Linked DNA regions of Mus musculus: region 1 is linked to region 2. The links are chromatin contacts, called in public HiChIP or PLAC-seq maps. All regions are on one chromosome and are shown on one strand. The core of a region is the stretch at or near the end of the contact, and the rest is flanking DNA. Distances in the headings are between cores, read along the strand shown.

Region 1 (6,984 bases), core at 1,699-4,198, 290 kb before region 2:
CACATCTGCCTGGGCTTCAGAGGCTCTCTAAGGTAGCTCCTGCTCTTCACCCAGTCTCCCTGTCTTACCTAGAAATGAGCTCAACATTCCCATGGCAGGAGGCAGCTGTACAAGACCCATGTGCAAGTTAACATTTCCATGGTAACTGTGTCATGAGACAATCTGAGGGATGCTCCCTACTCCAACTTCCCAATCTTCTACAAACCACGTTCCCAACTATACAGACTTAGCCTTAGGATGTTAACATCCAGAAAAACCAAAGGTCACTTTAAGTCAGCCCTGCCAATCTACCTCACTACCTCAGCCCAGCTCATCCTACTTTTGGGCCCCCGAGTTAGAGATTTTACTATATTGTAACTACCTCACTTTAGTTCACTACCAACCCCTCCTCTAAGGAACCTAAAGCAATCCCTCAGGAAGGCAAATCAAACCAGGTGGGCAGTGGTGGCACATACCATTAATCCCAGCACTCAGGAAGCACAAGCTGGCAGGGATCTCTGTGAGTTCAAGGCCACCCTGGTCTACAGATCGAGTCCCAGGACAGCCAAGCCTACAGGAAGAAACCCTTTCTTTAGAAATGAATTAAGATACATTGCTCTGATCCATAACCAAGATGATATGCTAATCTACAAACAGCAGGACGTGCTACTACCTGCAAGAGCCCTGAAGCTGAGAAGAGCGAGCCTGTACTCTAGCACTTGAGTCACAGAGCTGTTCAAGACAATTTAAAAACAAAACTTCAGTCCAACAGGGTAACAGGAGAAGCAAAGTCCAATGCCAAAAGCAACACTACATAAGACTTCCTATAGAATGTTCCCTGTGCTGTCCACTATGGCAGCCCTGGCGTGTGGCTAGGTGCATATGAGGAGCACAATTTGTACTCTGCTTCATTTTTATTAAAATGAATAAGAGGACAGCTCTGCACAGTGCGGGTTAGTGTGATAGATGCAGGCAAGCTGCAGCAAGGCCAGGCAGATGTGAACAGTCACACAAAGGAGGCCCAACTATATAACAAAATTTGTTTTTTATGTTGCCAAATGTTACAAACGTTTCTGCAAACGCTACAAATTCAGTCTTAATGTGAAATTTACCTATTTTAAAATGTTGCCAACCAAATTAATAAAAGTTGATCATCTTAACCAAACATTCCTGTATCTCATTGGTTAAGGATTGTTTTAGTCATTGATTCATTAATTCATTGATAAATCATTATAGGAATGAATGCTACAAGTCAGACGCCACTCTGTGTAGCAGATAAAAAGCAAAGACAAGACAAAAATGCCTGCCCAATCAGTAAAGCTAGTAAAGACAAACACACGAATAGATACAGATATAAGTCTTATAAAAAGCCTACGTGAAATTCAGGGGGCAGAACGGTGTTTATGAGGAATCCAGTATTTCCTCTTTCTGGGCAATTTAAGTGTTTACAGGGTATGTTACTTTGTGAATCCTAAGCCAAGCAAGCTCTTCTGTAATTTCCACTGGTTATCTGTGAGCTTTTCAATAAACTTCCTAATGTTGCTTCCAGCTTCCCAGTTCCAAAGGCACCTTCTCCAAGCCTCCTTCATCCACTGCTAAATGACAGAACATCTAGTGTATAGATATCCCCCCTCAGAAAATAAACTCTCTTCCAAATGTCATGCACCCTATTCGAACTGCTGGGATCTATCTGCTCATGAGAAAAGTGCTCATTTCAGAGCAGGTGCAAACATATTTAACGTAGTCTACCCATAGAAGGTAAAAACAAAAGCTCCAAACACTAGGTACATAATTAAAATCATTAGCATTTCTAACACTGGCAATCAAGTGCCATCCAGAATAGAAACCGTAGTTGTTAATCCGTAATCACTGATTAATCCTTCAAAAAAAAAATGTTTTTAATGGGGAAAGAAATCTGTTTATACATTTTCAAAGAGCCAGTCACTACACTACACAGCACCTAAGAAGAACTGGGACTGACGTGTGCTCTTCAAAGAACTGTGGCAGGCCAACAAACATAGCTGGCAGACTTGTAGGATTAGGAAATTAATGATGTGAGAAAATTACACAATTTGGATTGCTAGCCTCTAAGAACATTTCAAACCCTTAGTTCTTCAAGTGCCATCTCAGAATGAGCAAGTAGTGCGCACTCACTCGCACTCACTGCTGATGGCTAGGAGACAGTTTTAACAACTCTTACTGAAAACTACAATTTCTTCTCTAGTTTCTATGGAAACAGCTGTCAGATTGGCAAAAATAGGACATGCACTTTAAAATAATCATTCCAGCTAAGTACACATGATGGACAGCTTCTTAAAAAAAAAAAAAAAAAAAAAAAGTAAGTTATCAGGGTTGGCTCTTAAGCTTCCAAATGTCACACCGCACCCCTGCATCTTGGCTCGGGATGATGCCTATGAAGTTAAATCCTTTTAAGAGGGCTCCAAGACCTTGAGAGACGCTAGGAGGCGATGAACTCCTAAATTCCAAATGTGGGGTTTTCATCTGCTGGGACTAACATTTCTGGCGGAGGTTTGCCCCAGCACAGTTGCTCCCCGTCACACCGCGAGTGCTAAGTATTATAACAAGTGATCCTTGAATACAAGTTTTTGAGGAAACCAATGAGCTCCCTGGAACTGCTCCGACTGCGCTAATGCTGCGAGCTGGGGCAGGAGAGCATGTGTCGCTCTGCACAAGGACGAGCGGCGAGGCGGAGGGGAGACCCGCACAGGCCAGACCGGCAACGCCTGGAGGAAGCGCCGCTTAGGAGGAAGCCACCACCCGAGGCGGGAGGCAAACTTCCAGAAAGCTCCACCCACCGAGCCGTTCGCCTCGTCCGGCACGGCCTAGGCCCACCGCGGTCCCCGAATCCCCCGGGCCCCGCTCCCCTCTCCGCCCTCCCCGCCCCGCTCTGGAAGAACGCCGAGCCGTCACCGTGAGCGCGCACTGAAGCCACAGCCCGAGCGGAATCCAACAGCCGGCTCCGCGCAGGCGCACACCTTTCCCAAGCCCCGCCCCCTCACTTCCTGCCCTGGGGACCTCTCCGGCGCTTTTTGCTCCGCCCTTGTGAGAGCCAAGTCCGTTTCCCCAGTCCCAGTCCTGGCCGGCTGCGGCTGTACGGACTGTGGCGCCGTCTCGCCCCCGTGTGGTGGGAGGAGGATAGCCCAGATTTAAGCTACCTGCCAGGAACTCTACACCTCCTTGGTACTTGGCATGGCTGTGTTGGATCCATGCAAAACCGTGCCTGCTGTAGTTTCTACACCAGTTCTGCCAAAAGGAAAGCGATTCCAGGGGCTGCTGGAGAACTATGATGCCTTGACTTGAAGCTGCACTGATCATTCTGATCGTAGGTATAACATTAACTCCAGCATCCCGATTACTTACTAACAATCATCCCTCAGTCCTAGATAAAGGTGCATAAAAATAAGACTAAATATGAAAGACTGTTTCACCATGATCGCTCTAGGACACCAGACTTATAAGTGGTCAGCAGTATTCATGACAACAGCTCCTGGAGTGTCCTAAGACCAGATTTCATTGTGGGAATGTTTTACAAAGGAGTGTGAATACTGGCAGGCATGATTCTGTGGGAGCTGCAGCTACCCACCAGAGCCAAAAAAAAAAAAGATGCTTTGTGATTATATGAATTATTCTGGTTTTCTAATAGGCTACCTAAGACACACATTAAAGATAAAAATACTATTTATGTATTCAACTATTTATGTATTCAACAAATATTTATCTAATGTGTGACAGACACTTCATGGTGGTGATCAATATCATATGGTTACTGCAAGGAAGACATCATGAAGCAGGGATTGACAAAGGTGGACAGAGAGCATGACTACACTGAAGGTTTAGGCGTATTCAATCCATCACATCCGCTAGATGGGCTGTGGAAATATTTATAAGCAGTCATAGAGTGAACATGGTTCTACAACCCAATGGGAGCTGGGAACATAACTAGCAGAGTCACCAGTAAGGAAGAGATGAGTCAGACCTTGGGTACCATTGAGGAAAGGGGTAGATGGGTTAAGAGAAAATAGAAGTTGGGAGACAGAACCCTAGAGAACTTAAACATTTTAAAACTCAAACGAGGGCATGGTGGTTTATCTCTTCAGTTCTACCATTTAAGAGGCTGAAACCAGAAGATGACTTTGAATTCAAAACCAGGTTGGCAGATTCCATGGTCAATCCCAGGTCAGCATGGTCTACAGAGTAAGACTCTGTCTTAAAACCTAAAAAAACAAAAACAACAAAAAACAACAACAACAACACAACAAAAGTAAGAAGAGAATTAGATAGATAGAGAAAGCCAAAAGGAAGGGAAGGGGGTTGGGGTGAGTATTCAGTATGCTATAATTAATGGTAACTTACCAATACTTAACTTCATTTAAAGATAGTGATATTTTTCTGGGTATAGTGACACACCCTTCTAGTCCCAGCTCGTGGAAGACTGGGGCAGGAGAAGATCAATGATAACTGGCTGAGACATTTTATGAGCCATTTACATAGTGCCTGCCAGCCCCCTCATTTATATGTTAGACATGTAGACATGTTTTGTTTCTTACATGTAGTTCTTGGTCATGGATGAAAATGAGGTTCCAGTCTCTGACATTGGTCACTTCCTTTTTTTCAATATTTATTTCCTTACATAAGTGTTTTGTACGTGTGTAAGTCTGCACACCGGAAGAAGGCATCAACGATGAATTGCTATGTGGTTGCTTGGAATTGAACTCGGGACTTCTGGAAGAGCAGCTGTGCTCTTAACCACTGAGCCATCTATCAAGCCCTGACATTGGTCACTTTCATATGCTTATCTTTCTTAAAGGACTTCAGCTCTGTATTTTTGTTGGTGGTTTTGGTTTTTTATAATATAAGATTTCTGTTATTTGAGAATTTCATATATGCCTATAATGTATTTCTATTATATTCCAGGATGACCCCATATTCCCTTCACAATTTCGTGCCCTCTTTTTTTTTTTCAGTAACCCACTGAGTTTAATTAATGTGGCCCATACACACATGTGGGGTGGGAAACCCAATGAGTGATTGACCTACCAGAGAACACCCTCTACCACCACCTCCCCAGTGGGGAGGGGAACCCCCTCCTCCAGCAGCCGTCAATAGCTCCCATGCAGAGTCAGTGGTCTTCATCTGAGCCCCTTCCACTCCATGCTGGACCATTGACTGGCTTGGTCTTCTGCAAGTCTTACACAGGCTCCCACAGCTGCTGTAAATACAATGGTCCTGTCATATTTAGATGACACTGTTTCTCCCCAGTCTGCCCTGACCTCTGACTCATACAATCTCCCCACCTCCTCTTCAGTGATATTCTCTGAACCTTAGAGGAAGGCGTATGATGTAGATGTCCCCATTCGTGTCTGAACAAATCACAGCCACTTGCTCTTTGCACTCTGAACAGAGCACAGGTGATATGGAGGAACAAACAGACAGATACTTGGGGAAGGGGTGGGAAGAGAAGACAGAGGAAGATGTGGAGAAATGGATAATTAACATTGGGATGCTTGGGGGAGAACATGGAAACCTCGACAAACTTCTTAAATATGTACTTAAATGGAGCTACCCAACACCGTGGAAAATGTTCTTTCCAGAAGTCACAAATAAACTACCCACTGACAGGTATGGATATTCCCCTTGAGTGGTTGGACTTGGGACTCCCAGAGACCCCTCAAACACAGGCTATTGACATTGCTTTTGGTTTCTCACCAGAACTTGATAAGACCCTATTGCAGAAGATATCACACATTTTGATGACAAAACTTAGAGAAATCCACCTGTGCTGACCTAGAAATCCTTCCCTGCTGGATAGCTTTCATAGTTCTGGAGTGCTGGGGGAGAGAAGCCATCAACAAGGTTGTGGGGCAAGTGGACTATGCCACCAGGCAGAAGAACTGGTAAGGTTGGAGGAGGTTCAAAACCCCCCAGGAGATCTCATAATTGAGAGCAGCAGGCATGGAACCAGCTCCCAGCCAGGCTCTACCTGTCCTGCAACACATGACCATGTCACCCCACTGAGAGGACAATGACAAATGATCATATCATGTAGCATAAAAGCCTGGGGTTCTTCATGCTAGTTAGGTATCTAGATAAGGCAGAATGTTCACTCAATGAGCTTCCCGTCCTAGCTGTTCCTTCCTGCAAGAGATAGTTAATCTCTGGTTCACCCTGAGTAAGGTGTGTGCATTGACATCTTCCATAACAATAAAGCAGTTTGAACAACCAAGAACTAGTCTCCATCAAGGATTGTCTCCTTCATTAAGGATCACAGGAGCTTGCGGTTGGGGGCTTCATTGTAAAGTACAGTGCCTAAATCTCTCAGAGAAGGCCTTCTCTCTTCCAGCCCCTCTATACACTCAGCACTCACTCAGAACCAGATCACTCTCAACTACTCGAGGTCCCCAGTGGCGTCTTGGTTCACAGGAGATTGAGAACAACAGCATCTGTCCCAGACCTCCCTGTTTCCCATCTGGAGAAACACAAAACGTGGGCGGGACACCTATCATAGGCTGTGTTCTGCCTCCTCTGAGCAGCTTGTTGGTGATGCTCTCAGCACCCCAGTGGTGAGGCAGATTCACAGCCCAACATAATCTTGCCCAGGTGTGAGTCTGCAAGGCATAGTAATGACCAGCCATGGGTACAACAGTGGCATGAAAATCATGGGGGCAACCAATTCTTTCTGATTGGATTTAAGGCTCATTGTACAGAAGCAAAAACATGCCTCATACTATAAGTCTAGCTGGAAAATTGGCTGAAGAGCTCATAGGCCCTAAGGATGAGCCTACCATTCCATTGCTAAATGGACACGTGATCAAACTGACTTCTAAATACATTTCTCTAAACCTACAGATTAGGGCATCTGCCACTTCTCATCTGAGACGTGCCTGTGAGGTGGGCAGTGGTTAAGACAAAGGCTCAATCTTGTTGCCTTTGTCTTCATCCTACTCTCCTGCCTCAGTTCCCCACTGAGAGCTTCTGATGAAGCTG
Region 2 (7,430 bases), core at 4,210-6,709:
TATTTCTAAGTTTCCTCTCAGTATTCTTTCAAAGCTAAAATGAGTTAACAAGTTATCATAAGTAAGTCAATTAGCACTTAGAATAATCTATGATGTTCAAAAATAGCAATTCCCTTTGTATGGGATTGGGAAATGTTACTCTTTGCTGGTACAAGCTTCCATGAGCAGATTCTCTGTAAATCTCAATCACAAAGCATTTGTACTGTTCTTGCCAAGATGTTTGTTACCATGGCTCATAGGGTCCATAGCTGATAAGGCCTCCATATAACCAATGCGTTGAGAATATGAAAATTCCAGTTGTTAAGGACAGATTAGTGTAGCTTGCTGTGCTTAAATCTAAAGTCTCTGGGTTATGGGGCTAGAGATATGCCTCAGCCATTAAGAGTACTGGCTGTTTTTCCCAAGGAATCTGCCCTCTTCTAACCTCCTAGGGCAACCCAGGGGATACAGACCGACATGAAGACATACAAAACACCAATACACATAAAAATAAACTAATACAATTTTAAAGTAAACACTTTGAGTCATTATAAACACTTTGTATATCTGCAAAGATGTTGTGATTATAAGATTATGTTAGTCAGGAAAAACCAGGTTATGCTGTTTCAACCAATTTCTATGTTGCAGTAATTTTTTATATGATGACATCTTTCTTATTCATATCTCATGTCCCATGTAAATAGCAGGATGCTCTCCTCCATTTTAGACTGACTTAGCAACTAAGTTTCAACATTAAGAATGCGCTGGTCAGGAAGAGGAGAAGAGGGTTGGGGAGGGGAAGGGAACAGGGAGCAAAGGCAGAGCTGAAGAATCTCAGAGATAGCCATGTTTTAGCGTAGAGAAGAGGAATAGTTAGGAGGTTTCCTTAAGTCAACACTTCTGTGTATTCGATCCTGGAAAGTTCCCTGAGAAGTTGATTTATGTCTATGACAGTTGTGAATTTCTATAGCAGACATATTTCTAGTTCTTCACGGGCATGCAATAGGATTGTCTTTCTCTGCATAATGATAATTATGCAGAAAATGTCTACACTATTTTGTCTCAACAAAACCCCAACACTATTCTAATCCTTTGCAAAGGGTTTTTTTTAATTTATTATTTATTGAGCATCATAGATCATGCTCTGTGCCTTACCTTATGCTAACTCTTTGACTCATTTCAGCTTCATAGTAATAAACTTACTGCTATAGTCTGAACATTTGTATTTAAATATAAGAAACACAAGCACATTTTGAAATTATAACTCTCAAGGTGATGTCAGGAGAAGCAGCCTTTGGGAGGTGTGGCAATCACAAGGACAGCTCCCTTCTGGCTGAGATTATACTGTTCTTAAAAGAGCCCCCAAAGAGCTGGTTTGCCTCTTCTGCTGGGTTGAAACATGATGGGAGATCATTAGTCTTCAACCCAGAGGAGGGACCTCCCTAGAATCTGATCGTGCTGCTACCTGGTCTTTGTCCTTTTCACCTTTCAGAACTACAAGGAATACATTTCTGGGTTTATAAGCTTTCCAACTGCTGGGAGGTATTTTGTTCCTTCAGTTTCTGAATGAACTAAAACATCAAATACAAGTGGAGGGAAAGGGAAGCAACTACTAGATGAGTCAACCACCAAGCAAAAAGGATTGAATGTTCCAGGAGTGTGAACAGATAGGTTATGAGATGGGAAGATTTTACTTTGGTAGTCCTTGCTAACCAAACCTCAAAATATTTAGGAGGAGATCTACTAGGACTTCAGTGAAGAATCTTAAAGACCAAGCTGTTTATGTTATATAAATAAAGATAAACCAAAATAGTTTATTTGATTATATTTTCATTTCATGTGTATTGGTATATTATGAATTTTATATTCCATGGTTAATAACTAATGCTGGAAATTAACATGGAGGCAGTTAACCTTTTAATCAGCTATTATCCAAGTAAAGGACACAGAGACCTTTAGGGTTACAATAAGCTTTAAAGAGCTGGAGCTGGGCAGATATCAACCCTCTAAGCTATTTTGTCTGCTTCCATGCCTTGAATCCTAATATACTACTTGTTTCGTTTGTGCTGTTCCTGCTTCCTCGGGCCAGCCCTCATGGCCACATGCTCATGGTCTATACTACCCCATGATGACTTCCTTCTTCCTCCTCTGCCCGCTGTCCCCCATGGACCCTGCCTGAGACCCCAAGCCTGGGAGCCTTTACCCCACGTGAAGGCTCCCAACGACTTTTATTAACTAACCAGGGATAATTGAGGGGCAAGGTCTAACTAACAAAGCCTGGTGTGCGTGAGAATCTGTCTGAGGCAACCAGATCTTGGGATACAGAATATAGCATCTGAATATACAGCAACAGACTAAACCCCAACATGCTGGTGTTTTGCCTACATGTACGTCTCTGTGAGGGTGCAGGCACCTCTAGAACTGTAGTTACAGACAGTGTGAGCTCCCATGTGGGTGGAGGGACTTGAACCTGGGCCCTCTGGAAGAGCAGCTGGTGCCCTTAGCCACTGAGTCATAGTCACTAATAGTCTCCAGCCCCTATTTTATTGTGTTTAATGTGGGGTATTTTTTACATAAAAAATTATTTTGATATATTTATAAACTATTACATGAGAATTGCATGCATAAAGACAATGTATTTAAATCACACTTATTCCCACTTCTTCCTTCAACTTCTCCAAAAATCCTAACTCTATCCCAGTCCCAACTTCATGTCTATTTTTAAAATAATTTAATGAGTTCAATTAGTGCTGCCCATATACACATGTGTATGGGACCATCCACTGGAGCATGGTTATCTTACCAGGAACCACACTCTTAAAGAAGACTGACTCCTCCTACCCTAGCCATCAGCAACTCTCAGTTGCTACTATGTCCATTTACCAAAATAGTAGTTGGTTCTCCTTTAGGGCCCATGAGCTCCACGGGCAGGGGTTCCTGTTCAGATGCATAGCACCAGTTATAAATTTCCTCCTATAGAGCAGACCTTACATCCAATCAGAAAGGTCCCTGGTTAGCCCTATACCATTCATGCCGCCATTGCAGCTATGGGCATATCTTAGCATCTTAGTCATTATTATAGCTCACAAGATTCAAAGCTTGGTAAGACAGTTGGTGACTTTTCTCCCCTAACAGCTGGCACAGAAACTTCCAGATCTATGAAAGCTAGCGAGGGAGGCAATTTCCAGGTCAGCACTGGCTTGATTTGCTCAAGTTCCGTGACCAAAGTGTGTGGTATATCCAACAATGTTGTACCGCCAAGTTCTGGTAGGTAAGCCAGAGCAGTGGCAATAGCCTGCATTACTTGGGTGATCTCAGGAACTCTCCGTGACCAACAGTTCCAGGGGAATAGCCCCTAACCATCACCGGGCTTTTCCCTGGCAACCTGTGACTTCTGGGAGGAGCATTCTCCCCCATGTAGGATAACTCCAATGAAACCTTTTTATATTCAGGAAACAGAAAATAGTAGGTAAGTTTCCATGCTTTCCCCCAAACATCCTTAGTGTTAGTTCCTTTATCCTACCCTCCTACTCCTCCCCCACTTAAACATCTCCTCCTACTCCATTTCCCCAGGGTCTTACCACTTTAATTCTATCTCTCCTCCCTTAAGATCTGCCGCCAATGGTGAAAGATTTTTAATGTAGGAGTGACAGAACCAGTTAATCACACCAAGACTTAGACACTTAGAGTTCAAAAGAGTCCTTAAACAATCCAAACTCAAACTTCTCAACTTACAAATGAGAAAACCAAAGCAGCCAGTGCGAAGCTGGCTGCAGAGGGCTCTCTTTCGAGGTCACGGACTTCGTCAGTGTGTCCGCGGCTGGGATGACAAGCTTGTCTGCACTTAGCCATGGACAGAGCTCAGAGCATGGTGACCTCTCATTCACACCCCAAATTAGCGAGATCACTGGAGAGACCCTAAGAACTAAAGAAAAAAGGGGGGCAGAGAGAATATTTAGAATCTAACAGAGCAGCTGGGGGCAACTGCAGGTTTTATTAGTTTCCAGAGTGTATTTATATTCAGGTTTAGGTAGCTGTTCTGGCCTGTTTTCTGTTGCTGTGATATAATATTCTGACCGAAAGCAGCATGGGGGTGAAGGATTATTGCAGTTTACATTCAGATCTCGGTCTACCACTGAGGAAGTTCGGCCAGATGCTGAAGGCAGGGAACCAAAGGAGAACCCATGGAGGCACGGTTCGTATTGGCTCATTCTCTAGCTTCCTCCCAGGCTCATGCTTAGTTTTAGAGAGCCCTGGACCATCTGTGTAGGGATCGTACCACAGGCAGTGGATTAGACCCTCCCACCTCAAGCATCAATCAAGGTGATTCTTCAGCGCTAGGGCTGCAGGTCAGTCTGATGGAGAAAGCTGGAACTGAGACATTCTTGCTCTCAAATGACCCTGAGCAAACTCCTAGTTTAGATAAGGGCTTCAAGTGGTTTACCAAGAGAGGTATTTCACCACTGGGCAGTTTGGGAATACACATCTGGCTTTACTGTAATAGAAATGTATATGCTGAGACAGACAGACCAAACTCACAGATTAAGGGTATCAAGGAACATTCTAGTCACAGAGATTCTGAGCTCTGAAGAAAAGTTATCTCTCCTAGTCTATTCTGATCATAAGGGAAGATGGTAGCCAAGAACTAAACTATTGTTGATATAAAGTAGGACAGGCATTGTCTCATCAATTCTGTGGGTAGTACTATTACCAGCATTAAAAAAAAAATAGAGTACTTACAATATGAACTAACCAGTACCCCCCGAGCTCGTGTCTCTAGCTGCATATGTAGCAGACGATGGCTTAGTCGGCCATCATTGGGAAGAGAGGCCCCTTGGTATTGAAAACTTTATATGCCTCAGTACAGGTGAGCGCCAGGGCTAAGAAGTGGGAGTGGGTGGGTAGGGGAACAGGGCGGGGTGGGGGGTATAGGGAACTTTCGGGATAGCATTTGAAATGTAAATAAAGAAAATATCTAATAAAAAAGAATAAAAAAATAGAGTACTTAAACAAATTGCTTTAGATTCTAGATCTTGTGGGAGGAAAGCCAGGAATCAAATCTGAGTCCGACAGACCTCATCACTGTGTGACTTCCCACTGCATTGACATAGAAGCTGCTTCTGCTCCCGAAGCCTCCCATGCTAGAGAGATACCACTATTGACGTTCAGAGTTTAAAGCTTGTTCTAGGTCAGTCAGCAAATGTAAAGTGGGCATTGAAGCTTATGCATCCCTGCTTCCAAAAGCCTTGTATTTCCACAGCGACTCCTGAGAAGATGCAGCAATGCTAAGTGAGATGTGTTCAGATGACCGAGTGAGCAGCAATAATCATAAAACGCACATGGCTGGTCCTCCACACTGTCACCTATGTGCTTAGTAAACACTGTTAAGATAAGGTAAAGACTATTAAGATAAAGCATCAGAGGGGTTGGTATAAATGGTCCAAGAGGGTGAGATAACTTCAAAACTCCACTGGGTACTGCTGACCACATTGCTTCTCATTTGCTCTCCGGCAGGATGAAGGGCCCCACTCTTGCTCTGTTTCTCCTCTTAGTTCTGTTGGCTGTGGTGGAAGTAAGAAGCAGGCAGACTGTGAAGCTCTGTGGCCTGGACTACGTGAGAACAGTTATCTACATCTGTGCCAGCTCACGGTGGAGGAGACATCTGGAGGGGCATTTCCACTCTCAACAAGGTATTGAATTCACGCACCTCACTTATTTTTCTAGAACCCCCTTTTTAACCACCCCACCCCACCCCCAATTTTCTTAGTATTTCTCTAAGAAATTCTGATCCAGTTGTATATCAATGTAGGGGCTTAATCATCAAAATATATTATGGAATTTGGCCTGGGAAAAAGGCAAACGTGCTACATTTTTTTTTTTAAAGATTTATTTATTTTTATTATATGTAAGTACACTGTAGCTGTCTTCAGACACTCCAGAAGAGGGAGTCAGATTTCATTCCGGATGGTTGTGAGCCACCATGTGGTTGCTGGGATTTGAACTTCGGACCTTCGGAAGAGCAGTCGGGTGCTCTTACCCACTGAGCCATCTCACCAGCCCAACGTGCTACATTTTAAAAAAGCAACACACTGCCATTCTTTAGTCTTTTGAATAAAACCGGTTCGTTGCACGGGGCTTCAGTGAGCTCAGCATCTGTGGGCAGAGCAATGAAGGCTGTAAGAGGCCAGACATCTACCTGCACACAGATGATGACAGAATGTATCAAGTTAGAGTTCAGGCAAATGCCAGACAAGGGTAAAGGGGAGGACCTGAGTCAGCTGACCACGTATTAAGTACCAGGCAATTTCAGGGGCAACACATCACTTAGCTCTCCAGTGAAGTAACTCATGCTACTGCTGCTGGTTATCATTTATTAAGGACAAAACTGTTTACCCAGCCGTTCAGCAGTGAGGCCAGAAAACAAGCCAGGCCTACCTGCTTCAGGAACTGATGTCATTGCTATTACATACTGTGCCCCAGGTGAAGAGAAGGCTTCTGTAGATACTTACATCACAGAGAAGGTAGAATTTGACAGAGGTCCTGAAGGGCCTGTCAAACTGAGAAGTTGTGGGGCAGGAATTAGGGAAGTTGTGAACAATAGAGAACACATGACCAGAATTCCCAGGGTGCCGTGTCAACCTGCTATCACAGCAGCAGTAATGTGCTGACATCATACAACTTCTGTTTTCGATTCAAGGAACTTAGAAGATTGTCTGGAATTCTTTCTGCAAACTTTGTAATGAATTATGAGGTAAAGGGTTGGAGATATGACTCAGAGGCCCATGTTAGGCAGCTAAGAAATGACTGTAATTCCAGCAAATAGTTATATTTTGACTTATTCCTTTCCAATTTGTATCCCTTTGACGACCTCCTTTTCTTGTCTAATTGCTCTTGCTAAAACTTTGAGTACTATATTGAATATGTAGGGAGAGAGTGGGCAACCTTGTCTAGTCCCTGATTTTAGTGGGATTGCTTCAAGTTACTCTACATTTATTTTTTTTTATTTTTTTTATTAGGTATTTAGCTCATTTACATTTCCAATGCTATACCAAAAGTCCCCCATACCCACCCACCCCCACTCCCCTACCCACCAACTCCCCCTTTTTGGCCCTGGCGTTCCCATGTACTGGGGCATATAAATTTTGCGTGTCCAATGGGCCTCTCTTTCCAGTGATGGCCGACTAGGCCATCTTTTGATACATATGCAGCTAGAGTCAAGAGCTCCCGGGTACTGGTTAGTTCATATTGTTGTTCCACCTATAGGGTTGCAGTTCCCTTTAGCTCCTTGAGTACTTTCTCTAGTTCCTCCATTGGGGGCCCTGTGATCCATCCATTAGCTGACTGTGAGCATCCACTTCTGTGTTTGCTAGGCCCCGGCATAGTCTCACAAGAGACAGCTACATCTGGGTCCTTTCGATAAAATCTTGCTAGTGTATGCAATGGTGTCAGCG

Evidence for each region. HiChIP or PLAC-seq counts read pairs in DNA pulled down with a chosen protein or histone mark.
Region 1: a contact with region 2 is called in an H3K4me3 HiChIP or PLAC-seq map of bone marrow-derived macrophages, with 5 times the contacts expected there. The contact joins the promoter of Oma1 here to the promoter of Insl5 in region 2. A contact is called at or near these places in 11 of 39 promoter capture datasets (the 3T3-L1 cell line, the C10 cell line, the HPC-7 cell line and 6 more), 1 of 115 datasets of contacts at active chromatin or transcription factors (bone marrow-derived macrophages) and 1 of 9 other capture datasets (liver).

Annotation. Positions count from the first base shown.
Region 1 is chr4:103,309,810-103,316,793 of GRCm38.p6, reverse strand. Oma1 (OMA1 zinc metallopeptidase) reads right to left here and starts at 2,948. Exons shown (of 9, transcript NM_025909.3): 1 at 2,911-2,948. Gm36523 (a long non-coding RNA gene) reads left to right here and starts at 3,072. Exons shown (of 6, transcript XR_867961.2): 1 at 3,072-3,322; 2 at 4,636-6,984. 4930456L15Rik (RIKEN cDNA 4930456L15 gene) reads right to left here. Exons shown (of 4, transcript NR_045887.1): 4 at 4,962-5,209.
Region 2 is chr4:103,024,757-103,032,186 of GRCm38.p6, reverse strand. It overlaps Insl5 (insulin-like 5), which reads left to right and starts at 5,459. Exons shown (of 2, transcript NM_011831.2): 1 at 5,459-5,669. The coding sequence starts at 5,495.